Linked DNA regions of Mus musculus: all the other regions are linked to region 6. A link is a contact called in public ChIA-PET, HiChIP or PLAC-seq, Micro-C and promoter capture Hi-C data. All regions are on one chromosome and are shown on one strand. Each heading gives the region's core, a stretch centred on a gene start, on an enhancer-like site or on the middle of the called end of the contact. The rest is flanking DNA. Distances are from core to core; before and after follow the strand shown. Region 1 overlaps Gm19765 (predicted gene, 19765). Region 2 holds the start of Inppl1 (inositol polyphosphate phosphatase-like 1). Region 3 holds the start of Pold3 (polymerase (DNA-directed), delta 3, accessory subunit). Region 4 has its middle 27 kb from the start of Clpb. Region 5 holds the start of Rnf169 (ring finger protein 169). Region 6 holds the start of Relt (RELT tumor necrosis factor receptor). Region 7 holds the start of Clpb (ClpB caseinolytic peptidase B).

Region 1 (3,893 bases), core at 953-3,452, 690 kb before region 6:
ACTAGGGGGAATTATCACAGGGATTTTATGTGCTTGCATAGAGACCTTTTGATTTTGAATCAGTCCCAGGGAAACCATGATATCTACCCAGGTACAGAGTCCACCAAGAAAGATGCTGCCCTTCTGGAGCAAATGGCCCATGTCCAGTCCAGGAAGGCTTGAAAGCCACAGATAAGCTCTAGATCACACCAGCTAGTATAGAATACATGATGCTTCAACAGTAGATCTTCAGAAGTTTTATACCTAGAATCCTCTTCTTAGGTGAAGAAGGCAAAGCCATGTAGGCTTTCTATCATCATCATCATCATCATCTTCTTCTTCTTCTTCTTCTTCTTCTTCTTCTTCTTCTTCTTCTTCTTCTTCTTCTTCTTCTTCTTCTTCTTCTTCTTCTTCATCATCATTCTAGACAGTATCTTAGAGCACAGAACCTGGGACATGGTGGCAATCCATCCATTAGCTCACTCTCCTGGAATCTGAGTACTTTATCAACAGTACTGAGTGTGCTGGAAGAGTATAACCAGGCACCCTATCCCTCTAGAGCCTACTGTCTTAGGTTTTGAGCTATATATAAAATTCGGGATGTTTAAGGGAGAAATTCATGTCCTGAGAGATCCCACACTGAACACTCTCTTTCTCCTTCCTTCTTCAGGATCCAGAGAGAGCTGTGTATCCCTGTTCCTTGTGGTTCTCCTCGGTCTTCTGGTCCAGCAGCTTACTCTTGCTGAGCTGTAGCCCTCTCCTGTGTGCAGTTTGTGGGTGTGAGTGTTAAAGGGAGGCCAAGGGGGCAAGCCCTGATTGGTTGTTTAAGAACTGTGGAAGGGGGAAGGGTGGGGTTCTTTGAGGGGAGGTCTGCTTTAGCATTCATGACATCTATAAGCATCCAAGGTATCTTCTGGGTCTGTCTTGAAACTTTGCACTTTGACTTCAAATTACGACTCTTTCCACACTTTGCTATGATCAAAAAGCAATGTTTATCTGCCTCGTCAGCAGTAAGAGATTTAAAGTATGCAATTCGTGGTGAATTTTATAATCTAGGGAAATAAAAATTTATAATCACAGCTTGCTTTATAACTAGATATTTCTATAAATTTTATTATTTGTCTGAGAAGCTCTTCTAAAGTATGAAATCTGATTCCCACACTTCTGCAGCTGAGAAAGTTCATATTCCACATTTCTCACAGACGCTCTTGCAGGACAAGTTCCATGGGCCATAAACATCAGTTTTGATCCAGTTAAAATCTACTCCCTACTCTACCCCATTAGAAATACAACCAGCTACTGAGCCCTGTCAGTTTACTTGAATAACCTTGATTGTCTCTAAAGACATAATTAAGCAAATTAATTTTTTGAGTCAGGGTTCCTCTGTGTAACACACCTGCCTGTAGTAGAAATTTCTTTGTAGAATAGGCTAGCCTCAAATTCACAGAGATATGCCTGCCTCTGCCTGCTGAATGCTGGGATTAATGGCATGTACCACCACCCCCTGGCTAAGGTCATTAAATTTTTAAAATTGTATTATTTCTGTATGTGCATGATGTGGGTGTGCTAATGCCTCAGAATGTGGGAAGGGATTGTTGGGAGCAAACAAAGAGACTTGTTCTAAGTGCTGCCATTTTGTTTTCCGACTCCACTTAATCATAGGGGGAAACTAAGTTCAAGGCCCCAGCCCTAGGGAAACTGGGGACTTCCCAATAGCTGAAGTCTGTTGTAAAGTGACAGTTGTCTGAGTTCAGCTATCTCAGGGGCAACTTCTCTGTTTTGCTGGCAGGGTCAAACTAAGTTCATATTCCCAGGCCCAGAAACCAACTCCTATCCTGACATAAGTGGAAACTCCCTTATGTCAAAATATGGTTGGAGAATGCTACAGTCCACCACACAGTCCCTCAATTTATGATTTCATTCTTTAAATATGCTGTCTGACTTCCCTTCAGGGTTGGAGTTCAGCTCCTGAGTCTGTTCTGCAGCCCTGATCTAGCCTTAGCAGCTTGATTACAATGAGTTTTTGTCATCTGCCTCAGCCTGGTGTTTGAGTTCTGTTGGATCTAAGCAGACCCCATAACAGGGTCAGAAGATAACTCAGGGCATCAGCTCTCTCCTTCCACCCTTATGAACGTTCCAGGAATCAAACTCAGGTTCTCAGCATACACAGGAAGCATTTTAACCGCTGAACCAGCTCACCTCCCAGACAGGCACATTTTGAGGCATATATGGGTCAGGAAGTCTGTGCCCTGTATTTACCAAGGGTGGGTTCAGCTCACGTGAACAAAGATTCCCTTACTCCCCCTTCCCCACTCTCCATGCATGAAGATAGTCCTGTCTTGTTTGCCAGTAAGCAACAGCCAATGTTTGAATTGTGCAAGATGAAACAAGGTGATCTGGTTGCAGTGGTGCTCGCCTTTAGTCCCAGCACCCAGGAGACGAGGCAAAAGAATCTTATGACTTTAAGGCCAGCCTGGTCTATGTAGCAAGTTTCCAGGGAGCCAGAGATACATAATGAAACCTGCCTTAAAACAACAACATTACAACAACAGCAACAAAACAAACAAGCACACACCAAAAAACCCCAGCAAAACAAAACCCCAAAAAACCCAGCAAAACAAAACATTGTCGATAGAGTCAAAAAAAACTGAACCACTCAGGCACAGACAGGAAGTGGATCACAGGGGTGGCCTTTAAAACTCAGGGTAGGAAAGTAGATTCAATAAATGGAATGAAGGCAACTGGCTCTCAGATCCTTACACGAGCCTGTTAAGTAACATTCATGGTAAACCACTGCTTGGAACAAGACTCCTATGCCAGGCCCCAGCTGACCAGTTCTTTCTTGCCTCTGAAACCAGTTCCCACTGCTCAGCAGGATAGCGGACTCCTTCTGTTTTGTGGAACAAGATGTTGCCTGGCTCTGGAGTAGATACTAAAAGGCCAATTTGATCTCTAAGCTAAACCTGCTCTCTCCCTTTCCCCCTCTCCCTCCCCTCCCCTCTCTCTGTTTTTCAAGACACCATACATAAGAGTCCTCCTGAAAACGGGCTGGAAAGGTGCCTCAGTGGTTAAGAGCACTGTCTGTTCTTCCAAAGCTCTGAGTTTAATTCCCAGCAACCACACAAAGGCTCTCAACCATCTGTAATGGGATCTGATGCCTTTTTCTGGTATATCTAAAGACAGTGTATTCACATTCATAAAATAAATAAATCTTTTTTTAAAGTTACCTGAAAAATTAAAGGTTTAAATGTAAAAAATTAACTTCTGAAATTATTACTAAAATGTAGAAAAATATTTATCATCAGAGCAAGGGGGGGGGGGTCAGGAGAGGCTTATTTCATCTCCATGCCTAATTCAGACCACCCACCCAGGGCTCTGTTCATAGTCCCTCCTGGAATGCAGGATGCTTGGGACACCAACACAACCATTCTCCCACAGTTTCTGAGGCAAGATAAGGGGACAATATACGAACGTGTGACTGGATCCCTGGGTCTTCCTTTATCACTGTTCATAATGATATTATCCTCTTCAGACACAGTTCAGTGATCAAAGCAAGTCACCCAGCTATCTCGAGCTTCAAAAAATGCCTTCAAGATGTCTGCAAGGGCAAGAAAGGGAGGTCACTTACAACAAACCTGATTCATTGAGAAATATTTCTTGAGACCACGAAAAGCACAGTCAAAGAGAAACAAAACCAGCACAATTATAACAATGTTGTGTTAATTAGTTTTCTTACTGCTGTGATCAGATAATCAACGGGAGCAACTTAAGGGAGAAAGGATTTATTTTGGCTCAATGTTCAGGGCATGAAGAGTTCATTAGTTGCCAGGCATAGTGGCACAGACCTTTGATCCCAGAGCTATGGCGGTAGGTGCAGACAAATCTCTGAGTTTGAGATCAGCCTCATCTACACA
Region 2 (3,719 bases), core at 978-3,477, 970 kb before region 6:
GTTGGGGGTTGGGGTTTCTACAATCATTTTCAATAAATCTATGACACATCTGGGCCTAATGAATTATTGTCACTGTGAGCTTGTGAGTGGGTGGGGACAGATCCTTTCCAGTCAGAGTAAATAGTGTTTCAAAACTCACCATCACTATACAAATGTTCATTGTAAGTTCCCTCCTCCTAGAAGGTGGATGAACCGAGCGTCTGTGCTTCAGTAGCCTGTAGGAATCTAGTTGCTTCTCAAATAACAGGAAGATCCAGGATTTTTAAATTATATCATTCTCAAGCATTATCCCATCATGGGCTGAGAACATAACTCAGTTGGAAGAGTGCTTGCCTGGAGAGCTTGAGTCCAACAAAAACAAAAATACATCTCAGGGGGCTGGAGAGATGGCTCAGTGGTTAAGGCCACTGACTGCTCTTCCAGAGGTTCTGAGTTCAATTCTCAGCAACCACATGGTGGCTCACAACCATCTGTAATGGGATCTGATGTGTCTGAAGACAGCTACATTGTGCTCATATACATTAAATAAATAAATAAAATAATTAAAAAAAAAAACAAAAACAAAACACATTCCCTATTCCCATCATGTGTCTGCTTAGCTCTGTTCTCAGCTTACAAAGGGGAAGCTGGAAACGGGAGTCCAGCAGAGATTCTGGAGAAAGGGGTAAAAATTCACACTGCCTACTATGATATAGATTGACTGGGTTGGGGTCCCTTGGACGAGGATAGTCCATTAGGAAGTCAATCTGGAAGATACAGAAGAAACAAAAGCTTGCATTTCGCCCAGTGCTGTATCCTACTGATGAAGCCAAAGAAACTATTAGTGGCTTCCCAGAGGCAGAAGCACCCTCTAGCCTTCGGCTAAATTGTATTTGTGTTTATTCTGAGTGTGTGCCTAGGTGTGTGGGCTGCATGGATGACTTGGCACAGGTGTGGAAGTCAGAGGACAACATGCAGGAGCTCTCTCCTTCCACCACATGGGTCCCTGGGGTTCAACTCAAAGTCTTCAAACTTGGCAAAAGCGCCTTTACCTGTTAAGCCATCTCACCCCAATGACACAGTCTTTAGCATCGCCGTCCTCTCAGGAAGCTGTAAATATATTGATTTTGGAGGGTCGTGACAGCTTTTCTCCAACTCGTTCTCCTTTCTTTCTTTGAGGCCACATCTCTTATGTAGTCTTGGATGGGCTGGAAGTCTAGACCAAGGAAGCTGGCTTACAACTAGGTAGAGTTCCATTTGCTTCTGCCTCCTGTGGGTCGGGAATACAGGCATAGGAAAGTAAGACCCCACTGCACACCCCCGGGATCTGGGGTGGGCGTCCTCCATTCCCGGCGGGAGGAGCTGGGTACAGATTGGAGGATGTTACTTTATTTAAGCCCTGGCAGGACCAGGAGAAACAGGTAGGTGGGTGGAGGATCTCTGTTTTTGTATTTATCTGTTCTGGAAGGTCCCTACAGACCCGTCACGTCCCAGGCTTTGTTCTAGATGGGTTAAGCCAATGCAAATTGGCTTATCCTCTAAACAGAGGGAAACTCCTCAGGGTTGACCCCAGGCTCGGTCAACAGGTTCAATTTACCAGAGCGAAAGTTCTCTCCCAGGTTAAAGGGATGCTCCTGACAGACTCTAGGAGTTGGTGGTTGTAGGCAAGCGGCTAGAGGCCTGCGCCTTTAAGGAGCCAGGGGGCAGAGGGGCGGGGCAGGAAGAGAAATCCTTGGAGACGCCACCACCATCCAGGTCTTTTTTTAGGGGGGAAATAGGGCGGGCCAAAGCCCTGTTTGGGTTCCGCCCCGTCTTCTCCCGCCGGGTCCCCTTTTCCGCCCCAGGGGTCGGTGGATGGGAGGTCTTAGCAGCCAGAGTCTTAGGAGCTCCCTGCTCGCACCTGGCCCACGGAAGCGCAAGTTTGTTGATTTGGAGGGAGTAGCCGGAGCGGGGGCGGTGCTAATAATACCCGTTCAGTCCCCAGTCGCGCTTTACAGTTTACACAGCTGTCACCTTCGTTACTCCTTAATTAATAATAAAAATAGCCGCCGTCCCGGAGCGCACGCTGCATGCCAGGCCCTGAGCTTTACAGGCAGAGCCCCAATGAGCCCGCCCTCGTAACGTTACCCCAGTTATCGAAAGCGAGAAGCTCGGGCGCACTGAAGAGCCAAGGCTGTCCCGAGGTCACTCTGCGGGCGTGCGGCGGAGACCGGGACGCGGGCGGACGAGGCGGGGCGCGGGCGGGGCGGAAGGCGCGGGGTGCGCGGTGGCGGCGGATGGCCATCTTAAGTGGCCGCGGGGAGTCCAGGGAGGCTTCCCCGGGCTAGGAGTCAACCCGAGTCGCCCTAGAGGTGGGGCCTGCGTTCGGTAGTTGAGGCTCTGAGACTTGAGGGAACTTTTTTTCTAGGTAGTCGAGGGGGTCCTCCTGGTCTGGGACTGCAAAACCTGGGCCTGCGGGTGTGGGGCGTGGTGCCAGGCAATTTGGTGGAGATGGGGGAAGGGTTTTGCCAGGCTGGAGGGCCTGCGGGGACCGGTGCGTGAAAGGCACCTCGAGCGCGCGCGTATGTGTGGGGTGGGGTATCGGATCTCTTTGGGATCTTGTGGGATGTGTCAGGAATCGTTTTGGGGGGTTCAGGTCTGAAGGGGCCTCTGACCTTATAGGAGTTACGAGAACTTGTTCTCTTGGATGTTGTAGTAGTTGTGGATGTCTATCCTGGAGCCTTGCTTTCCGAACCTTGATCCCGCAAGGCTGTGGGGGTGCCGAGTAGAAGAGATGTGTGTAGTAGAATCAGATTTGCATAGGGATTAGGGGTCATCTCATTGCGAATCGTTGGAAGGATTGAATTCACCAGCGAGAACTTGGACTCACAAGTTGTCCCGGAGCGGGTACCGGGGAACTGGATCTTCTTGAGGTGGGGGGACAAAATAATTGTGGGACTTGGGAGGTGCTGGTCTTGCGGGTCCTGTAGGGCTGTCGGAGCATCGTCCTTGCCGAGAGAGGCTGGGGGCAGGGGCGGCCCGGGCTCTGGGCCGAGTGGAGGGGGAGGGGACCGGCCAGCTCCTAGCTCCGTTCCCGCCCCTCCCCCGCCGCCTCTGAACAAACTTTTCTTTCTCTTCAAGTTGAGGCCGGCGCTGCGGGCGGCGGCGGCTGCGCGGAGATCCAGGCGGTTGGCGCGGCCAAGCGTGGAACCCACATACTGGGTTCTCTCGGGCTGGTGGATCCTTAGTCCCGGGACCCGGGCCCAACCTCGACTTCAAGCTTCCCCGGGCGGATGGCGCGGAGCGGCAGGCATCGGCGGCGCTGAGCCCTGCGTGGGCCATGGCCTCAGTGTGTGGGACACCGAGTCCCGGGGGTGCGCTAGGCAGCCCGGCCCCAGCCTGGTATCACCGTGACCTGAGCCGCGCTGCTGCGGAGGAGCTCCTGGCTCGGGCGGGCCGCGATGGCAGCTTCCTGGTGCGAGATAGCGAGAGCGTGGCGGGGGCCTTCGCACTCTGCGTCCTGTGAGTAGGGCGGGCACACGCCGAGTGTTCCTTGGTTGTGGTGGCAATCGTGGTAGTGGGGTGACTGTAGCTGGTGGGGCTGCAGCCCTGTCTCCAGGGGAGACCTTGACTTTATCGCTGGGTGGAGGAAGGATACAGGGGAGCACTTCCTGCTGTGCCTGGAGCACTTTCTGAGGCCCGAGGCCAGAGTTCTGAAGCTCAGGGTGGGTGTGATGGCAAGAAACAGTGGCAGACGGCGG
Region 3 (3,777 bases), core at 708-3,207, 740 kb after region 6:
AAAGTGTGTTAGCTTCATTTGCATTTCATGTCTCAAAATATGGAAAGCCCTTCTGATATCTGGAATAAGACAATGGACTGATTTTCCATTGCTTGGTGCTTCACCTTTCCTGTTTTCTCTAACTGTAAAAAATCACATAGATCTGTAAAAAGTTAAACAGTTGGAAGACAAGAAAAAACCCAAACCTCAAAAAAACCAAGATGAGAACAAAAGGCAGCCCAATGCTACCACCAAAGCAAGCCCAGCTTTGAGACGGTGGGCGATTATTTTAGCATACCTGGACGGAAACATACTTGCTATGTATGTGGCTTGGAGCAAACTACCTAACTCTGGACAGTTTCTATAAAACTGAGATAAAGACTCAAGTTATCTGACATCTATATATTAGTATACAGGTAATATTTACATCCTAGATTGTTGACGAGATTACACGAGAATATTTAAATACAAAGTCTAACATGGCCCCTGCCCATTCAGTGATGGTAAGTCACAGTGGGCACATCAGAGCTCTACTTCTTTCTCAGCAGTATTTTCACTTAGCTCTCAATGCCTTCATTGTAACCAAACTTCAAGCAAAATTCATTTGCTGAGAGTCTATTACACGTGGGTGTTCTGACATTATGAATACAGTAAGTTTGAATTTTTATTTATTAATTATTTTGTGCATATACATGGGCCTGCATGTACCATGGTGTGTGGAGACCAAAGGATGACTCCAAGGAATCAGTTCTCTCCTGCCATCTTTATGTGGCTCCCTGGGACTGAACTCAGGTCATCAGGTCTGTGCTGCAAGCACTTTACCCACTGAGCTATCTCATTGGCCCCAAGATCATACTTAAAATAGTTTTTGTTTACACAAACCCTGTCTCAAAGTCCTTGCAGTTGTTTCCTAGTCACTCTTCCCATGAACAACATGAAGGTGGTTTGAAATGATGGGACCTCATCTTTTGTATGTGTGTGTGTGTATAAAGGGATAATAAAATCTAACAAGACTACTTGAGGATTAGGGTCACTGCTAGAGATGCCCACCACATGCTAGTTACTCAGTAAGTAAGTAATTGTGATATATCTGGGGAATATACATGAAACTAAAAGACTTTCTTCATCTCTTAATTCGTGGGAGGGAAAATTCCAAGGGATACTCTTCTCTGATTTGTTTTTGACCCTAAAACCTTTCAGTGTATTTGTAGACACAACTGTAATCTCTTTGACATGATCTTGGGTTTATTTACAGGCATCTGTTATGATTCTCTATGAAAACCACACAATGCATTTGCTGGGTTTCTATGAGACTAAATGAAATTTCATTTTCAAAGCACTTGCTCAATATGTTTGTCGTGTAACAACACAGTTACCAGCTATTATTAGTGTGATCGTGGTGAGCACAGCTTGAAGGTTTTATGTGTATCGTCTCACTTATAACTCCAGCCAAATAGAATGATTTGATTTCTCGTCTGCTCTTTTCCCCAGTCTTTTCACATCTTCCGGGAAACTCCTGGTTGACCCAAAGATCATGTCCCTAATCTAGTGACTCTTACTTGGTAGCTCTGGCTAGGTTGGAGCTCCATGGGTAGAACAGGGTGGTCTTCAGCTCACAAAGATCTGCTTGCTTTTGCACCACCACGCCTGACACCAACTCTTTTAAGCCACCCCTCCTCCCCCTCTTCCCCCTCCTCCCTCTCCTTTACAATGTAGGCTCCATGTGTACTCTTGGCCACAGCACTCCCCCGCCCCCAGCGGTGAAATATAAGGTTATGAGTCAGTCTACTTGTGGTAGCAGAGAAATCGCAACGTTCTCAGGTGCACACCGACAACCACGGGCTCGCGCCTCACTTCCGGTCGGTCTCGCTCCAACTTCCCCCTACATCAGCCCTGGCTGGCCTCTCACTAGTTTGGCCCTCACCCGCCGCCGTAGCGCGGCGCCTTGGTTGCCCTGGGAGACGACCTGTGACCCGAGAGTGAGCGAAGCTGTTTCCCGCCGGCGGGAGCTACGGCTGGGGCGGGTTGAGCGCGGGGCTCGAAGCCGCACCACCATGGCGGAACAGCTGTATCTAGAAAACATAGACGAGTTCGTCACGGACCAGAACAAGATCGTGAGGAGCTAGGACCACGGGGGTGGGGAAGGCGGGGCCGTGCGAGGCGGGTGTGCGGGGGACTGGGCCTGCCCGGTCGGCGAGGGGTCGCGACCCCCGGTGCCTGTGGCTTCTCGGGGACCGGCTGAGGTGGCCACTGGTCACCGCGAAACCCGCGTAGGGAGACACGCCCTGCGGGCAGAGCTTCTGGCGCGCGCCCAAGCCCCGGGGCCTTGGGCGGGATTGTGAGGTCCGGGGGCGTGGAGCCTGGGAAGCCAGCGGGGTTCGTGAGGCTTCCTTTCCCTGCTCTGTCGGGTGGTGGCCCCTCAAGACAGTTGAGACTGGCCGACTTTCATAGGCGACTGCCTGGTGCTTTACCCACCAGAGACAGTTTCCTCTTCCTGGAAATTTAAATATTGAAAGCAGCTTGACCCACCTCCTCGGGCTAGCGTAAAAATGAAGAGACTTGGGTGTGATGGACCTTTGCTGCTGTGAGCCCATGGACACAGTTTGGTACACCGACTCACACCTCCCGGGTCCTCCAGGCTTTTGTGTTATCCCTAGAAGTGGGATTTAGCCAAGGGTCAAATGACGTGTATAAACGCGTCAAGGGCCATTAGGGCTGGATAGATAAATTCTTGAATCCCAGGTCTGTCTCTTTCCCCTCTGCCTCTGTCTGCCACTCTGCCTCTGACCAATCTTTATTAGTCCTCTTATTGGGAGTGCATCGTTTAGCTTTGGAAGAAACAACAGACATACCGGGTCAGGGAAGGATGGAGGCTCGATGCCCCTAGTTCTTGAAATTACCCCATACTACATTTATCCATTTTTCTCTCTCTCTTTTTTTTTTTTTTTGATTCCCACACCACCTGTTCCTCTTAACATTTGAATAGTTGCAAATTTACTGAGAAGTTCCTGGGTTATGTGCTTTCAAGTAATGCTAGGTTTTAGATAAATTTTAGGATAGTTTTAGGTAGCTTCTTAAAGACAAGAGGGTCAGAGAGCTTTTAAGTAAGACAAGGAGTTTGAGCTAAATAATCTTTGGCTTGGCTTTGTAGACTCTTAAGACTTTTCTTATTATGTTTAGTGTCATGCGCGTGCGCGCGCGCACACACACACACACACACATAATTGTGCTATGTCACAATTATGGATGTCAGAGGACCAGTTCTCTCATTCCACCGTACGAATCCAACAAATCAAACCCAGGCTCTTTTTGTTTGTTTGTTTTTCGAGACATGGTTTCTCTGTATAACCTTGGCTGTCCTGGGAACTCACTCTGTAGACCAGGCTGGCCTTGAACTCAGAAATCCTCCTGCCTCAGCCTCCTAAATGCTGGGATTAAAGGCGTGTGCCACCACCGCCCGGCCAAACCCAGGTTCTTAAGGGTGTGGTAGCAAGTGCCTTTCCCCACTGCCCATCTCTCTGACCCACCTTTGTAGATTCTTTTGCATTGATCAGTCTGTGAAGCATCTTAGTGTTTGTAAGGTAAGTACCCTGGCCTTACTTGTCATATGGTTTTTTTCTTGTTGGTATCTGCTGTAGTTTACAGGACACAGCCATCCGAGAATAAGAGTCCCTAGGAACAGGCTCTTGGCACTTATCTGTACTCTGGAATCAGCTAATAAAACCTTAAAAATTGTTTTTTGTTTCAGGTGACTTACAAGTGGCTAAGCTATACACTAGGGGTTCATGTTAACCAGGC
Region 4 (4,050 bases), core at 1,152-3,651, 770 kb before region 6:
TTTTTTTAAACATTGTACATAATTACTAATTATCCCAATGCCACCACCATCTCCTGCCTCTCTTACTCTCACCCTTGCTGGCTTCTGTCCTCCCCTGGAGCAGTCTCCCTTCTATGTTCTTATCCTATACACACACACACACACACACACACACACACACACACATGTATGTATGTATGTATGTATGTATGTATGTATGTATGTATGTATTATACATAGGAAAGAGAGCATGACATACTTTGACTCTTTTCTATCCCCCTTGTTTGTTCCCCTTACCCATCCCTTTATACTTCTTTGTACAGCTCCACATGTATGTTCATATCATATATGCATCAAATATAAATTCCACATATGGGAGAAAACATTTGTCTTTCTTTATCTGTCTTATTTTGCTTAACATGAAAAAGACAAAATTACTTAACTGAATAAAACTCTACTATGTATATATGCCATATTTAAACAAATTGTTTTACTATGTATGTGAGTATGTGTCTTGAATGCACATGAGTATGTGGATATATGTCCCTGTGCACATCTATGCAGATCCAGAGCAATACACCAAGCATCTTCTATTGTTTTCTGCCTTCTGCCTTGAGACAGTATCCCATACTGAACCATAAGCTCACTGGGCTGGGCTGATTTGCAAGTGATCTCTCGGGTTCAACTCCTCTGCCATCCAACCTGGGGTTATAGATACTCTCAGGCATGCTCCAATTTTCTTTTCTTTTCTCTTTCTCTTTCTCTCTCTCTCTCTCTCTCTCTCTCTCTCTCCCTCCCTCCCTCCCTCCCTCCCTCCCTTCCTCCCTTCCTTCTTTCTTTCTTCCTTTCTTCCTTTCTTTCTTTCTTCCTTCCTTTCTTTCTTTCTTTCTTTCTTTCTTTCTTTCTTTCTTTCTTTCTTTCTTTCTTTCTTCCTTCCTTCCTTCCTTCCTTTCTTTCTTTCTTTCTTTCTTTCTTTCTTTCTTTCTTTCTCTCTTTCTTTCCCTCTAGACACAGTTTCTCTGTGTTGTCTTAGCTGTCCTGATACTCACTCTGTAGACCAGGCTGCTGGCCTCAGACTCACAGAGATCCACCTGCTCCTGCCTCCCGAGTGCTGGGATTAAAGGCCTGCCCCACCACCACTCAGCCTTTTTTTTTTTTTCTTAACATGTGCTGTGAGGATTCAAACTCAGGTCTGCAGGCTTGCAGGGTATCTCCTGAGCCATCTCCTGACCCACACATTTCTTATTTACCCATCTGATGATGGCAATGTAGGTATAGAACATGTTTCTTGGCTGTAATGAATTTTTTACATGTCTTCTATTCTTTCTTTATCTGATATAAAGTCTCAGTCTGTAGTCCAGCTGTTGTGGATCTCATGGTCCTCATGCCACAGCTTCCTCAGTGCTCTGATTATAAAGTAAACAACAATGCCCACTTTGCATTATTTTCCATCAGAGCCTAATGTTCATTCAAGTATAAATGTCAGTCCTTTCCCTATCATATCCTTATATTGTTTTTGACTCTTGGATAAACAGTACCCTTACAACAACTAGCAAACAATGGTTGGAACCTATGGCGGACATTGGAAGCCTGTGGAATGCACACACACACACACACACACACACACACACACACACACACAGGAACACACACAAGCACGCTAGTATGAGTGCATGTGTGTGTTCCTATATATACATATGTATATGTATGTATATGAGAGTTTAGCTTCTGAGTAGAATGACATTTCTTCTGCTTTCTTCCTCTCATTTCATTTAGAGCTGGACAATAAGTACGTCTTTGGTGCTGCAGGTTTAGACAGCGAAGCTGCTTCTCCATTCTGAGCCTAGAGATTGTATGCATACTGTTGATTCTTTGGTGTAGCTGGGAAATACACGTTGTTTATTTTGTGATTCTTTACTTTTCCATTTGTGTTTCTTTTCTCTCTTTGAGTAGGAAGCTTACCCCTCTTTCCAGCAATGAACACCCCCCCCCCACTTCACTGCTGTGTAGAACCAGACCACAAACATAGACAAGGACAAGCAAGTTTTAGGCCTCCTGTGCCCAGGTTAGATCTAGGATTTTCTGGGGTACTGTTATCCAGAAGGGGGGAAATGGTGGACAGAGAACAGAGCTGGCTTTCTGGAATCCAAAGGATTTTGAAGCCATTTGGATAGAATCAAAGGCCTTGGTGGCAGAGAGTGGCCACATGTACACTGTCTTAGTTAGAGTCTCTATTGCTGTGAGTAGACCCAATGACGAAGGCAACTCTTGTAAAGGAACACATGGGGTTGGCTTACAGTTTCAGAAATTTAGTCTATTATTCTCATGGTGGGAAACATGGTGGCAGTTGGGCAGACATGGTGCTGGAGAAGGAGCTGAGATCTACATCTTGATCTGCAGGCAGATGAAGGGAACTGTGTGCCACACTAGGTCTCATTTGAACACATGAAACCTCAAAGTCTACCCTCAGTGACCCACTTCCTCCAACAAGGCCTAATAGTGCCACTCCCTGTGAAAAAGCATTCAAACACTAGAGTCTATGGGGGCCATTCTACTTAAACCGCCACATTCACCAAACCTCTTTCTTTGCCTTCCTGGCATATTCTGGGGCTCCCTCTCTATTCTTCCCGGCAGGAGTGTGTGGCCATAGGACTGGGTTCTGCCAGCAGAGTTTGAGAAGTAATGTTTGGCATCTCAAGATGTTCTCACATAAGGGAAATTGGTGAAACAGAAACAGTCACCCAGCCTGTTCACTACTGCCCAGGGCGCACACCTGTCGTCTCCTTCCTCTCCTTTTATGTATAATTTTAGGTGTCTCCACAGACACAAACCACACATTACTTCATGCTCACTTTGGAGTGACAATACAGTTACTTGTGTCCTCTGTGTCCAGCTCCCAGTTCAAGATTCCTAGCTACAACCTGCAGCCAGAGTTCATAGTATTTCTCATGATATGACTATTGACAGACTATCCAGCAGCTGCAAAGCAAAGTGTCTCCCTCTGACTCTCTCACAGTGCTTTTTCCCTACTACTGGGCACCCTCTCTGGGTGATAGAAATGTAAGGAGTTGGCAAAGTGAGATAAGGACAAGAGATAATTGTCTTGGTCTCTTTGGGTTGTGACCTCTGCAACACTGATGGAAGGGATTCGTGGGACAGTGGCATTTGCCATGCAGGCTGAGAGATAAAAGCTACCCTCAGGTTGTACTCCTTGTTGGGTTCAGTGAGAACTTTTGTGTTTTTCTAGTAAATCACTATCCCTTTCTGCTCATGCCCAAAATCTTCGTGTTTTGTTTATTTGATTTTTGAGACAAGACCTCATGTAACCTTGAATCTCTTATGTCACAGAGGATGACCTTGAACTACTGATCCTTTTACTGGAAAATGGGGGAAGGGTATCACTCTAGCATAGGCTGACCTGGAGTTTACCCTGTGGTCCAGGCTGCCTTGGAACTCATGGCACCTTCCTACCTCAGCATGAGTAGCAGGATTAATAGGTATATGTTACCTGTGATGGTTTGTATGTGCTCGGCCCAGAGAATGGCATTGTTAGACAGTGTGGCCCAGTTGGAGGAGTTGTGTCACTGTGGGTGTGGGCTTTATGACCCTCATCCTAGCTTCCTGGAAGGCAGTATTCTGCTAGCAAGCAGCCTTCAGATGAAGATGTTGAACTCTCAGCTCTTCCTGAACCATGCCTATCTGGATGCTGCCATGTTCTCACCTTGATAATGGACTGAAACTCTGAACCTGTAAGCCAGCCCCAATTAAATGTTGTCCTTTATTAAGAGTTGCCTTGGTCATGGTGTCTCTTCACAGCAGTAAAACCCTAACCAAGACAGCCCCTCATCATACCCTGGAATGGGACCCTGGAATAGGACTCCTGGCCAGAGACGGGCCTCCAACACCCTCATAAGCTGTCCTTCACCCTCACAAGCTGTCTTTCTCCCTCAAAGCTGGGCTGCCAGTCACTCAGCCCCTTTCACTTCCCTTGCTAACCACACCTGCCCCGACTAAAGCCACAGGAGCGCCTACATTTCAATTTTCGTTTTCTCTGCACCTTTGTGTGTTTCT
Region 5 (3,645 bases), core at 100-2,599, 880 kb after region 6:
TACCACCAACTGTGGACACTCTCATGACAACCTGGAGCTTCTAGATGCTTTCTTCTACATACAGTTGCTTAAAAATAATGTCTTTACAAAGCCTGTGATTTTCCATAAAGATAACATCTTGGTCCAAATGCACCTTAAGGTAAAAATAATAAACAAACAAACAAACAAATAAATAAATAAATAGGCAACACCCCGAGACTTGTTGTAGTACAGTCATCTTTCCATCAGGGGGAGCCATTCTTTTTCCTAAATCCTCTGTATCCAGAAAGGAAAATCACAGCAAAGTCTCAACACCTCTCCCTGGCTTAAACAGGAATGATGTGGTCAGAGCTGGCCGGTAGGAATGAACTCTAAGATCCATGGGACAAAGCTTATAGGAAGAGGGGTTGTGTGATGGCAGGTCAGTTTGCAGAAGTCACAGCTGCCAGCTAGGTGAAGAGATGAGGAGAAAGAAATCATGCAGTGGGCTTATGGAATGAAGAAGTGGGTGGGAACAGGCTGGAAATAGAGCCATTTTGGCCAGAAAATGACAAGACTATAAGTTAAAGATGCCTGGGCTGGGAGCGTGAGGACCCTTGAGATGGTTCTGTGAATAGAATGTGGGAAATAAGGGCTGTTTTGAAAGGATGGAGACATTAGGTTTGTGCACGGAGCATGCAGATATCCATAATGATAAATTCAATAACTCTGAACTGCAGATATTAGTGTGGGCTTTCATGGGGAAGAAAAGAGGAGACCAGGGAGTCATATAGACTGAGAAAAGAAAAGGCACAAGCTTACACAAGAGTATCTACATTTAAGTATCAAACACAGAAGTAATCTGAGGAGCAGGGTTTGTGTAATAAAGTATGCTTTTTTTTTTTGCCCCAGCCAAGGGAGGGGACTTCATAAAGGGATGTGGAGAGAGAGGGGCTGAAATGAGGGCTGGTCAGGTTGTTATTTCAACAATCACTCAAGACTTTTGGTCATGATAGGCCTCATGCTAATCACAACAAGCTGCTATGGCCCCGAGGAGAAAGCCCTTACCAAATGAAGTACTTCGACAAGTTTCTGGATAGCTCATATTTATAGTTCATTTTATAAAGTTCAGGGTCGCTCAAAAATTCCAAATAAATTCTTTCAGTCTCTCAAGATTCAGTGCTAGAAACTACAAAAACAGGAGGGCGGGCTGAAAGACCAGATATATAAAGAATAATCATTAAATATTAATAAGCAGTCTCCTCCTGCTAAGCGAAAGGCCCTAGGAGAAATATCCCCAGGCGGACTAGGTTCCCGCCCCCTCATGAATATGCAGATAGCTGTCCGCCGCGCACTGCCCCGCCCTCTACTCCTCTCCCACCGCAACCGACTCTCCCTTCAAACGGGAAACAAGATGGCGGCGGCAGGTCCGAGCACTCGGGCTTCTTCCGCTGCGGCCGCGGCAGCTCTGAGTCGGCGGGGCCGGAGGGGCCGCTGTGACGAGATGGCGGCAGCGAAAGCCGGGGCTCCGGGCCCGGCCTCCAGCCCCGCGTTGTTAGTGTTGCGGTCAGCGCCACGGCCGGAGGAGTCGGGCTGCACCGGGTGCCTGGAGACCCCGGGGGAAGTGGCGGCCCTGCCGTGCAGCCACTCGCGGTGCCGAGGCTGCGCCTCGCGCGCGGCGGGCCCGGGCTGCCGTCGCTGCCGTCCCCGCGGTTCGGGCTGGGCCCGCCGTCGGGCGCGCGACGACGGCCAGGCCGCCGCGGAGCTGATGGGCGAGCGCGCCCGTCGTGGACAGCCAGAACCCTGCCGCCCGCGCCGGGACGGGGGCGCGGCTGCCTCGGGGCCCAGGCCGGAGCCGGAGCCGCTCGCGGAGCCAGGTGGAGCCTCCCCTCGCCCCTGTGGGCTTCAGCCAGGCCCAGCCGCCGGGTCTGGCCTGGTGAGCGGGGTGGAGGGTCCCGGGCTCTGCTGCCGCGGGTGTGGAGAGTTCTGCTGGGGTCGCGACCGGGTTCTGCCCAGGCGCAGTATGTGTTGGTGAAGGTTGAACTTTGGAGCGAACTGTACGCGTGTTGAATTTGGAGGGGCAGTGAGGGGACCCCGCGCCTTGCGTAAGTCAGAAGTTTGGAAGGAAACAATTCCTGGAACAAGTTAGGGGCATGTTGAAGTTGGTGCGTGGAGGGGGAGGGGCCCTGGAGGATCCCAGCAGCGCTTGTTTCAGTGTTGGGCAGAGGGCTTGGGGTCGCGCGGTCTAGGAGGGATGTGTCTTCCAGGGCTGGAGAGAATGAGGTGTGGGATATCCCAGGCTCAGGGGGAGCTTTGCAGACTTGAGAGCAGAGTGGGTTTTGAGGATGAGCTCTCGTGTGAAGTTCTTTCTCATGCTATCTTGGGAAAAAAAAAAAAAAAATATATATATATATGCATGCTTAGCGCAGAGCTTGCCACACAGGATGAGATAAATGCCATCTATTTTGGTGATAATACTAATCATAAACGTTAGTGGTGCTTGATGAAGAAAGCTGGGTGGGATTTAAGTTTTGGAGACAAAGATTGGTTTGGCTGGGGGCTGTTTTCTGTCTTTCTATGTAAGTTTCATCTATGATGCTGGCAACTTAAAGGTCTGTTGTAGGACTCTTGGCCTGAACTCCTTTGCCTTTCTCACCGTCGGCAGCCCATCACTTGTTGGTGCTGAAGTCTGAGATAGAAAATTCCGTTTGTAACATGAACCGAGACCTAGGCTTCTTTGGTGCAAGCCTAAGCAACATACCTACAGCTGAGATTTTCAAGAACCGTGAATCAGGAAAAGCCATTTGCTAGCCCTTTTATGTTAGGAATTCTGCCTTACGTCGTTTTCAGCAGAAGGAAGGCATTGCTTTGTGTGTATATGAAAGTGCAGTTCCTAGAAACTGTAGAGTCCAGAATGCATCTATTTTTGGTTCAAGCAGAGACACCTGCCAAAGACACCTTGTTTTTCAGTCTAAGGGCTGAGATGCTCTGCATTTTACTTTCTGCGTTTCTTGTTATCCCTTCCAAAACCATCACAGTGCTCTTGGTTGTACCTTTATTTCTATTTTATAGGTGAAACTGAGGCCCAAAGAGATTAACTAACTTGTCTTATGATGAAAGTACAATTCCATATGATTTTCTCAATTTAGCTTGCTTTAATTTCTGAGATTATAAATATAAGCAATTTCTCTGGTCTCCCTACTACATTGACTATATGGTCAAATAGAATAGCAGTTCTCTTTATATATCTCTTGGAGCTGTTATGAAACATCCACCTTGAAATTTGAATTATGAAAGAATGCATTGCTTATTGATTTGTGTAAACTTTTCCCACTAAAAGAAATTTGTTTAAATAAAGGATAGGCTATTAGTGATTAAGGACATTTACCTAAAATGAGAATCCATAGGACTTGTTAAGTTACTTAGTATCTTTCAGTTATATGTGGGTCATAATGAAAAGTATTTTCCCTAAATTTACTTTTTGGATCATTGCAATCATATGTTTGTCCAGCTAAATAATTTTAGAAGAATAGAAAATACTGCCGAGCCAGTCATGGTGATGCAAACTTGGAATCTCAGTATTTGGGAAGTGGACTCTGGAGGGTCAGAAGTTCAAGGTTATTGGCATCATGGGAAGCCATTTAAAAAACAAAACTTAAAAAAAAGGAATTGCTGAGTAGGGCTTGG
Region 6 (4,242 bases), core at 1,415-3,914:
AGGCAGAGGCAGGCGGATTTCTGAGTTCGAGGCCAGCCTGGTCTACAAAGTGAGTTCCAGGACAGCCAGGACTACAGAGAAACCCTGTCTCGAAAAACCAAAAAAAAAAAAAAAAAAAAAAAAAAAAAGAAGAAGAAGAAGAAGAAGAAGAAGAAGAAGGTCTGTATTATACCAATAAAACATTTCAAAAAAGGCTGAGAGATGGCTTGCTCCGTAAACTGCTTGTGACCTGAGTTCAGTCCCTAAAACCTAGGTCTATAAATAAACAAAAATAAAATAAAGGCTGGAGAGATGGCTCAGGGGTTAAGAACAGTGACTGTTCTTCCAGAGGATCCTGGGTCAATTCCCCCACTGACATGGAGGTTAACAATTGTATATAACTTCAGACGCCCTCCTCTGGCCTCCTTGGGCACTTGGCTTTCAAGTGGTGCCCAGACATATATGCACACAAAATGCTATACACATAAAATATAATAGAAAATTAAAACAAAATAAAACTGAGGAAAACGGTCACAGTGAAGCTTACCTTTCACCACAGCAGGCAGGAGGCAGAGGCAGGCGGGTCTCTGTGAGTCTGAGGCCAACTCAGTCTACATACATGGCGATGGCTCAATAAGGGGACTGTGTCTCAAAAAGAGAAAAACAAAAACTCGGAAGCAGAGAACATTCAGGCAAGTCTGAGCACGTCACTGCTCCCCAGTGGGTTTCCACCATGGACTGTGATGTGGGGCTCTGGGCCCATCCCCAGATTTGGGGGAGCACAGTTGACATTGAATGTATTGGTTTGTTTTTGTTTTTTGTTTTTCCAGGACAGGATGTCACTTTGTATCCTTGGCTGGCTTGCAGTTCACTATGTAGACCAGGCTGGCACAGAACTCAGGGAGATCTGGTTGTCTCTGCCTCCAGTGCTCTGGGGTTAGAAGCACAAGTCACTAGGCCTGCTGCGCTCATGATTTTGACACCAGTAACGTGGAACTTTTTCTGCCCTGTCCCCAAAACCTGGGCTCAGCCAGGTTAATGGAAACTCTCCCCTCCCTCTCGTCTCTCAGGTGTCCAGTTCTCCTCCTGGAATTTCCCAGGCTCTGGGGACCTGACCTTTCCTTTCCTTTCCTTTCCTTTCCTTTCCTTTCCTTTCCTTTCCTTTCCTTTCCTTTCCTTTCCTTTCCTTTCTGTGGCTCAAATTCTATGACTTAATTTGTTTACCAGCCCACCCATTCCCAACAGACATATTTACTTCCTCAACCTCTTCCGTGAGCTGTGATTATCCTGATTCCAGCCAGGCCTCTGTCTCCCGCACTGGGCTCCTCTGTGCTGTCCGAGTTTCATCTCATCCTGCTCTCCTGGCCACCTTAGATTCTTTGAATGATGCTGGGGGAGTGGGAAGGTAACGGAAGAGAAGGCTGTGGGAGCTGAGATGTGCTACTGCTAGTGCCACCGCACCACTACTGCTACTACCACCGCACCATACCACACACGGGCCCAGTTTATAACCATTGCAAGAGTGCAATGGTTACTTACTGCCTGGCTTCTACAACGATGTCTCATAGTGTTGGTCACTCTTTTTGTGTTTGCTTGCTTGTGAAACAATGTCTCCATATGTAGCCCAGGCTGGCTTGGAACTCAGGAGCTTCCTGCCTCTGCCTCCCAAATCCTGGCCTCCCAGTCCGTTACTTCTCCTGTCCTCCACTGGACACTGCGATGGCTGGCATTGGTGATAGAAGAGTGGGACCGCTGGTGTTAGGGGAGAGGATTGTCATTGTCATACCTACTTGGGGGAGGAACCAGCTACCCTGAAGGAAGGGGTATTTAGGCCAGGTTCCAAAGGAATTCACCAGGTGAGCATTCCTTATAGTCTCTCTTATTAGCTAGGTGGGGGATTCTAGAAACCAGCTTGGGTCTCATCCAAGACACTGAGGGTGCTCTTACCCACAACCAATTCCAAAGACTATTCCCAGGCAGTGGCAGCTGTGGCCCTAGTTACACAGGCAATGGTGACAGGATCTGAGTAGCATTCATGTCTCAAGCACCTTTTCGCTGCATCACACAAGCCCAGATTTCTTGGTTCGGAGCACACACACACACACACACACACACACACACACGCCCGCACGCGCGCGCGCACACACACACACACACCACACACACACACACACACACACACACGCCCGCACGCGCGCGCACACACACACACACACACACCACACATACACACACACACACACACACACACACACACACACACACACACACACGGCCGCGCCTCCCTGATGCGCCCCAAGGGATGCATGCGCACACACACACACACACACACCACACATACACACACACACACACACACACACACACACACACACACACACACACACACACACACACACACACACACACACACACACACACACACACACACACACACACACACACACACACACGGCCGCGCCTCCCTGATGCGCCCCAAGGGATGCATCTGAAGAACATCCTAGTCGTAGCCCCTGCAGTTCCTAGGAGGCTCAAGAGGTGGCGATGCGGAGCAGCGTGGCCTGGCGGGAGAATCGTGAGCCCTTGGCCCGCAGAGGGGCTCGGGGTTAGGGGCCGCAAGTCGGAGCTCTGACGTCGGGGGCGGGGCCAGAAGCCGTGACGCGAGGGGAGGGGCCGCGCAGCTTCCCGGCCAGGCCGGCGATTCATTCAAAAGGCGCGCAGGCTGCGCGGCCGGCCCCGAGCGCTCGCCTAGCGGGGCCCCGGCGCCGCGTCGGACGCTGAGCGAAGCTGGTGCTGCGGGCCAGGTAAGGAGGGTGCGCACGGCCCTCAGCCCCGCTCCGCTGCTCCGAGGAAGTTCTCCTGAGCGGCGGATGCGTCAGCCCCGCTCTCCTGCCCAGTCCCGTCCCATCCTGGTGCTGTCTACGCGTCCCGGAGCCCCCGGGCTGCGCGTCCTCCCGGCACCGCGCGCGGCGCAGTCTGTCAGAAGGTGCGCGAGAGGAAGCAGCGGAACTTGGCGTGCAAGGGGTCGGGGGAGCCCGGGAAACTTGGACTGACACCAAAGGCCGGCTGCGGGACGGGACGGCGGCGCCTCGGTGCGGCTGCAGCGCGGGGCGGCCGGGAAGGGGGGGGGTGTTCTGAACGGTGTCAGCCAGTGACTGTGGGTGACACGGCGCATGAGGCGGCCTGGCCCGGGCGAACGTGTGGCTGGGACACTGGGCGGTGACGCCGAGCCTAGCGGGCGACACAGAGGGGCTCTGTGTGTGAGGCAGGCAGAGTGTGTGTGATTGTGTATGTGAGAGACCCCAGGTCACTGGGGTCACTGTGTGTGGCCGGCCTGTAGTGTGACCCGGGCTAGTTGTGAGTATAAGGTAGAACAGAGGAACCCTAAATAACTTAAGCAAGCCCTGAATCACGGGGTCATAGGGTGCATGTGGGACGGGGTGGGGGGGGAGGGAGGAGAGAGAGAGAGAGAGAGAGAGAGAGAGAGAGAGAGAGAGAGAGAGAGAGAGACTGTCTGCCTGCCTGCCTGCCTAGGATAGAGTAAGACAAGGAGGAACCTGACACCTTCCAGTGTTTGAGGGGCCAAGGAAGATCAGGAGTCTAGGGAATAAAGATCTCTCTCCAAGACACCCTTAGAGTTCAGTTTAGTGAGTTTGCACGCAGACATGACCTAGCAGAGGAAGCCAGAATTGGGTGGGCTAGCCCCTCTGGCACAGAGAAGACCTGAGGTGGTCTCAGTCTCCACTCCACTCCACGCTCACACACACACACACACACACACACACACACACACACACACACTGAAGTCCCCAACATCTAGCAAGGCACTGTGTATTCTGTTTTGTGATCAGATCTACCCCTGCTAAGCCTCAGTCTCCCAGTCTGCAGAGAGGTGTGAATAGCCTGTGAATCATCACTTTGGGATCCTCTATTGTTTTTGGGTCAGTCTTCTCCATTCTCCTCTCCCCTCCAGACAGAAAGACTGCAGTGGGGGTGGGGGCAGGCGTCTGCTTGTGACACAATGGAGTGGTCCAAGGTTCCCATGTGTTGGTGAACAGTTGGAAACAGTCTTGCTCACAGTTGGTCAAGAAGATGTCAGGCTCCCACTCAAAAGCCACTGGCCCTTTAGATACTGAAACCTCAATCCAAAGACACTTCTCTACCCAGGTCTCCTTTTTCAGCCCCCTGGTTGGAAAGAGAGGGAATATTTGTTCTCCGGCAATGAATGGTCTGTTCTGATCTGGTCTTGGAGTTCTTGCTTGG
Region 7 (4,119 bases), core at 79-2,578, 800 kb before region 6:
AGTCCTTTCTTTCCAAGCGGCCCCATCTTATTAAACAAACAAGGGAAGGTCAAGGCGGTCTCCAATCTTGTTCAACAATCTCAGAGTCTGGGGTGCATGGGACAGGCAGGCACTGACAACTGAAAACCTGAGAGGTTGGGCTCAGCCAGGCCACCCTTGCAGCTCCTGCTCAACTCTAAGCAACTGAGGTAAGAAGCCAATCTGAGTTAGCTACCTCCACCTCCTCCCTCCCTCCCCCACTGCTGTAAGTCTCCAGAGAGCAACTTTCAGCCAACTCCCTGTCCCCCAAGGCTTCACACACACACCCTCCACAGTATCCAGCTCATCTTAAACATGACACTAAGCAAAACTCTAAGCAACTAAACAGACTCTGAACTCCAGGAAAGGTCAAAATATTAGAGCACTGAGAGCTTGCCTTCATTAGACAGTGGGGAAACTAAGATTAGAGAGGAACATGGGGTCAGGCTAGCACCAGAACCAAGTGTCCTCCTTCCTTGGACCTATGTACGCAGAAAAACATGTAGAGGCGGTCCCTAAAGCTGTTGAGGCTTCCTGGAGACCTCTTGAAAGACTAATGGACAAGATATAATATTGGTACATAAAAGGACCGGGCTGTAATTAGTCAGTCCAATGTCCCCAATTATACTTGTATACAAACTGATCCCAAAGAGGGTGCTAGACCTACGATGGGAAATGATGTAACTTCAGTGAGTTTTCCATCTGCTGCTCCTGGCAGCAGAAGGTAACTGGGTTTCTTCAAGGTAAGGTTATGCGGGTTTAAATTTACAAATACCTTCAACCTTCCAAAGGAGTCATGACCCACCCACCCACCTCTCCCTTGAACCCAGTTTGACCCCATAATCACCCTTGTTGGATGGATTCTTGCTGTAGCACTGAACCACCAGCGCCATGGCCAAGGCCCACATGCCCAGACCCGTCTTGTTGGGGACCCCATTCCAGCTGTCTTGTCCCGGGAGTGTTTCTTCGGGGCTAGGACCGCGTTCCGACGAGGCGGCAGTCAGGTATGGGATCTCGGTGCGTTCTCCACGGCGCCCCCAGGTGGCTGCCCCCCGTCCGGGGACGAAGGTAGAAGATGCTCCAGGGCGCACCCAAGCGGCAGCTCTCAACCGCTGCGGCTCCCCGCGGTCTCCGGTGACAACGCCACGGCCGTAAGCACCTCCCCGGCTTTGGAGAGATGGAGATTTGATTAACCCTAGGAAGAGCCGAGGCGCTGGCGTGGTTCTCCTCAACACCGCGGACAACATCATGACACCTGCTTCTAAAACCCGCTGGTGCCGGCCCCTGTGCTAGCCACGATCAACATGGCTGCCGCGGCGCGTTCGAAGACGCCGCTTATAAGGTGGGACTGCGCACTACCTCACGGGAGTGGTAGTCCACAGCCCCAGATCTTTCTCTAGCTGGAGACTAAACAAACTACATTTCCCCGAGGGCTGTGGAATGACATCACAATGACCGCTGACAGCGGAGCTGGAAGAATGTTGGGAAATGCAGTTCGGGCAGAGGGGCGTGGCAAAAAGGAAAACTCTGGTGGGGCGTGGCAATTAGGATTCAAGATTCCAGAGCCCCGTATTTGTATTAACACAGAACTTTAAGCCCTGCCTTTGGAAGGTGGGAACCTGAAAGAACGGGAATTCAAGGTCTGGGTCAAAATCACATTCTTGGTCTAGGTCAGCCCCAACTGTGTAAGATATCAAATATCAAATCAAAATATCGAAAATCAAAATACAGGAATCCTAGAACAACTTCCCTAGTGTTTAAATAAAATTGCATTTTCGATGAAGACCTGTTAAGTAACTTGTACCCCTCCCCACTTTTATTCTGAGTTGCTATTGCTTTTCAAAAAGATGTTGAGTGTTGGGAAAGGTGGTGTGTGTCCTTAATCCCAGCATTCCAGGCAAAGGCAAGCAGATCTCTCTGAATTTGAGAAAGTCTAGTTTGCATAGTGAGTTTCAAGATAGTCAGGGTTATGAGCCAGAGAGACTCTGTCTCAAAAGACTTTAAGACTGTGTGTGTGTGTGTGTGTGTGTGTGTTTAAAGATGTGTGTGTGTGTGTGTGTGTGTGTGTGAGTGTGTGTGTGTGAGATCCTTAGGTTTGGCAGCAAGTGTCTTTTATAGTTGAGCCATCTTGTTTGTTACATAATAGTGAATCTATGAATTGTGTTTCAGTTGATTCCTTCTGTAGTTAGCTGACAATTAGCTACTCATATATCTGTGTCTGGCCCCTTGTGTCTCACAGAATTACAAAACTGGGTTTGGGATTGTCTGGGGTGTTGTTTTACCCTGGCTCAAAGCTGTACCTTCCATAGAGTTGCTCCTGATCTAGAGGATACAGAGAAAGCCTTGTAGGCGGAATGCTTCCTGCTCTTGCATTAGAGCCTCTTGAGCTAGATCGAGGGAACAGTTTGTCTGGGCTGCCAGGGCTTCTGACAGGCCCAGGTACTTTGCTGGTTGGTATCCAGTGGTGCCTAGCTGGCTTGTTTGAATTGTTAAAGCAGGTTTTGGGGCTTTCCATTAGCCTGTTGGCTGAGAATAGGTCTTAAGCCTTGGTTTGCATCTGTCCCACTCAAGTCTCATGCCTGCGTTTACCTGTACATGGAGCACTCTAGCTAACATCCATTTTCCTAAGAAAGGTCAGTACATGACACTTGCCCTATTCTTTGCTTTTTCCTTCTCCACTTCTGGAACTCTTCATAGGAAGTGGATTAGTCTGCATTAAAACTTGTGGGTGTTGGAGCTGGAGAAATGTCTCAGAGGTTAAGAGCACTGGCTGCTCTTCAAGAGGCCCCAGTTCAATTTCCAGCAACCACATGGTGGCTAACAACCATCTATAATGAGATCTGGTGCCCTCTACTGGCCTTCAGGCATACATGCAGGCAGAACACTGTACACATAATGCATAAATAAATCTAAAAAAATACTAAACCAGGCAATGGTGGCAGCACTTGGGAGGCAGAGTCAGGCAGATTTCTGATTTCGAGGCCAGTCTGGTCTCCAGAGTGAGTTCCAGGACAGCCAGGGATACACAGGGGAACCCTGTCTTGAAAAACAAAAGCAAAAACAAAAAAACACAAAACAAAACAAAAAAACCCAAACACACAAACAAACAAACTTAAAAAAAAAAAACCTTGCAGGTGTTTCTTTTCAATTTGCCACTTTGACATTACCTCTACTTCTATGGAATCTCTGACAGTATTTAGGAAGGATTTCTCATGCCCAGATCATGAAGCAATCACACACTCATGCATGACTTTACATTTTATTTCTGGTTATTGATCTCTTTTGAATTTACCCAATTGCACCAAGGACCCTCAGCAAAGCCTGTGTTGCTCTGGATGGAAATGCTATATTATTTAAACTCCTTTCATGATGTGGGTGTGTAGATGACCTTCTAGCCTCTTCCATATTTGGTTTCCTTTTGTAATAGTGTTACACTGTTAGGAATAGGTGGGCATTTGTACAAAAGATGAGGAAGTGTGTGTGTGTGTGTGTGTTATACATGTCTATATTTGCTCTGTGTGTATGGAGGAGCCCAAGGAGGCCAAAACAGGCTCTGGGATCTCCTGTAGCAGAGTTTCAGGAGGCTGTAAGCTACCATTTGGGTGCTGGGAACCAAATCATGCCTGGTCCTTTGTAAGAACAGAACATGTTCTTATACACTGAGTCATTTTTTTAGGCCCATTTATTTGTTTGTCTGTTTTTTTTTTTTGTTTTGTTTTTTTTTTGAGACAGGGTTTTTCTGTGTACCTTGGATGCCCTGGAATTCAATTTCTAGAACAGGCTGCTTGCTTCTTCCTACCAAGTATGGGATTAAAGACGTGTGCCGTCACGTGCACCCTTCAGCCCCTTGTTTTTAGTATTACATAGTAAGTTTGTTTGTTTGTGGTGCTGGGGATTAAACTCAGGACCTTGTGCACGCTGGGGAAACACTCTTCCATTGAGCTACATGGTCATCCCCCTTTAGAGTATTTTTAACCCCACACCTCTGCCATTGCTGATGGTTTCCAGGGCTCTCCTGACTCTTCCCATTTATGTTTTCATTTTTCATATGGACTTAGAATAAATGTACCTGTGTCCTGGAGGAGCAGAGAGCCCTCAGAG

Evidence for each region. Promoter capture Hi-C pulls out the DNA fragments that hold promoters and counts their contacts. A called contact is a pair of places that touch in the nucleus more often than the background predicts. ChIA-PET counts read pairs in DNA pulled down with a chosen protein or histone mark. HiChIP or PLAC-seq counts read pairs in DNA pulled down with a chosen protein or histone mark. Capture Hi-C pulls out chosen DNA fragments and counts their contacts.
Region 1: a contact with region 6 is called in an H3K27ac HiChIP or PLAC-seq map of bone marrow-derived dendritic cells, with 3 times the contacts expected there. The contact joins the enhancer-like site here to the promoter of Relt in region 6. A contact is called at or near these places in 2 of 39 promoter capture datasets (liver and pre-B cells), 3 of 115 datasets of contacts at active chromatin or transcription factors (bone marrow-derived dendritic cells, large pre-B cells and memory CD8 T cells) and 2 of 9 other capture datasets (adipose tissue and liver).
Region 2: a contact with region 6 is called in a promoter capture Hi-C map of pre-B cells, with 4 times the contacts expected there. The contact joins the promoter of Inppl1 here to the promoter of Relt in region 6. A contact is called at or near these places in 2 of 39 promoter capture datasets (cranial neural crest and pre-B cells), 1 of 115 datasets of contacts at active chromatin or transcription factors (large pre-B cells) and 1 of 9 other capture datasets (pancreatic islet).
Region 3: a Micro-C map of embryonic stem cells shows a contact between it and region 6, with 4 times the contacts expected there. The contact joins the promoter of Pold3 here to the promoter of Relt in region 6. A contact is called at or near these places in 6 of 39 promoter capture datasets (erythroid cells, fetal liver, hematopoietic stem and progenitor cells and 2 more) and 1 of 484 Hi-C or Micro-C datasets (embryonic stem cells).
Region 4: an RNA polymerase II ChIA-PET map of memory CD8 T cells shows a contact between it and region 6, with 7 read pairs. The contact joins the enhancer-like site here to the promoter of Relt in region 6. A contact is called at or near these places in 5 of 39 promoter capture datasets (embryonic stem cells, hippocampal neurons, liver and 1 more), 2 of 115 datasets of contacts at active chromatin or transcription factors (large pre-B cells and memory CD8 T cells) and 1 of 9 other capture datasets (liver).
Region 5: a promoter capture Hi-C map of pre-B cells shows a contact between it and region 6, with 2.3 times the contacts expected there. The contact joins the promoter of Rnf169 here to the promoter of Relt in region 6. A contact is called at or near these places in 1 of 39 promoter capture datasets (pre-B cells) and 1 of 9 other capture datasets (adipose tissue).
Region 7: a promoter capture Hi-C map of adipose tissue shows a contact between it and region 6, with 2.9 times the contacts expected there. The contact joins the promoter of Clpb here to the promoter of Relt in region 6. A contact is called at or near these places in 2 of 115 datasets of contacts at active chromatin or transcription factors (embryonic stem cells and large pre-B cells) and 2 of 9 other capture datasets (adipose tissue and liver).

Annotation. Positions count from the first base shown.
Region 1 is chr7:101,549,615-101,553,507 of GRCm38.p6, reverse strand. Gm19765 (predicted gene, 19765) reads right to left here. Exons shown (of 3, transcript NR_166075.1): 2 at 3,452-3,577. It also overlaps the pseudogene Art2a. Among named protein-coding and RNA genes, the nearest start is that of Gm19765, 3.7 kb to the right of the region's middle. Within about 2 kb of position 2,202, at least 59 of the 459 cell types and tissues checked have an H3K27ac peak or open chromatin away from gene starts, as enhancers often do. A contact at or near this core is called in adipose tissue, bone marrow-derived dendritic cells and memory CD8 T cells, where this site is marked.
Region 2 is chr7:101,836,332-101,840,050 of GRCm38.p6, reverse strand. It overlaps Inppl1 (inositol polyphosphate phosphatase-like 1), which reads left to right and starts at 2,227. Exons shown (of 29, transcript NM_001122739.1): 1 at 2,227-2,330; 2 at 3,100-3,480. The coding sequence starts at 3,299. Gm10602 (a long non-coding RNA gene) reads right to left here. Exons shown (of 2, transcript XR_003946663.1): 1 at 2,634-3,719; 2 at 1-1,249. It overlaps Folr2 (folate receptor 2 (fetal)), which reads left to right. Exons shown (of 5, transcript NM_008035.2): 5 at 1-63.
Region 3 is chr7:100,119,680-100,123,456 of GRCm38.p6, reverse strand. It overlaps Pold3 (polymerase (DNA-directed), delta 3, accessory subunit), which reads left to right and starts at 1,957. Exons shown (of 12, transcript NM_133692.2): 1 at 1,957-2,093; 2 at 3,728-3,777. The coding sequence starts at 2,034.
Region 4 is chr7:101,634,677-101,638,726 of GRCm38.p6, reverse strand. No RefSeq gene overlaps it. Among named protein-coding and RNA genes, the nearest start is that of Clpb, 27 kb to the left of the region's middle. Within about 2 kb of position 2,401, at least 24 of the 459 cell types and tissues checked have an H3K27ac peak or open chromatin away from gene starts, as enhancers often do. A contact at or near this core is called in memory CD8 T cells, where this site is marked.
Region 5 is chr7:99,978,162-99,981,806 of GRCm38.p6, reverse strand. It overlaps Rnf169 (ring finger protein 169), which reads left to right and starts at 1,349. Exons shown (of 6, transcript NM_175388.3): 1 at 1,349-1,835. The coding sequence starts at 1,373.
Region 6 is chr7:100,861,835-100,866,076 of GRCm38.p6, reverse strand. It overlaps Relt (RELT tumor necrosis factor receptor), which reads left to right and starts at 2,664. Exons shown (of 11, transcript NM_177073.6): 1 at 2,664-2,783.
Region 7 is chr7:101,660,960-101,665,078 of GRCm38.p6, reverse strand. Clpb (ClpB caseinolytic peptidase B) reads right to left here and starts at 1,328. Exons shown (of 16, transcript NM_009191.4): 1 at 866-1,328. The coding sequence starts at 1,268.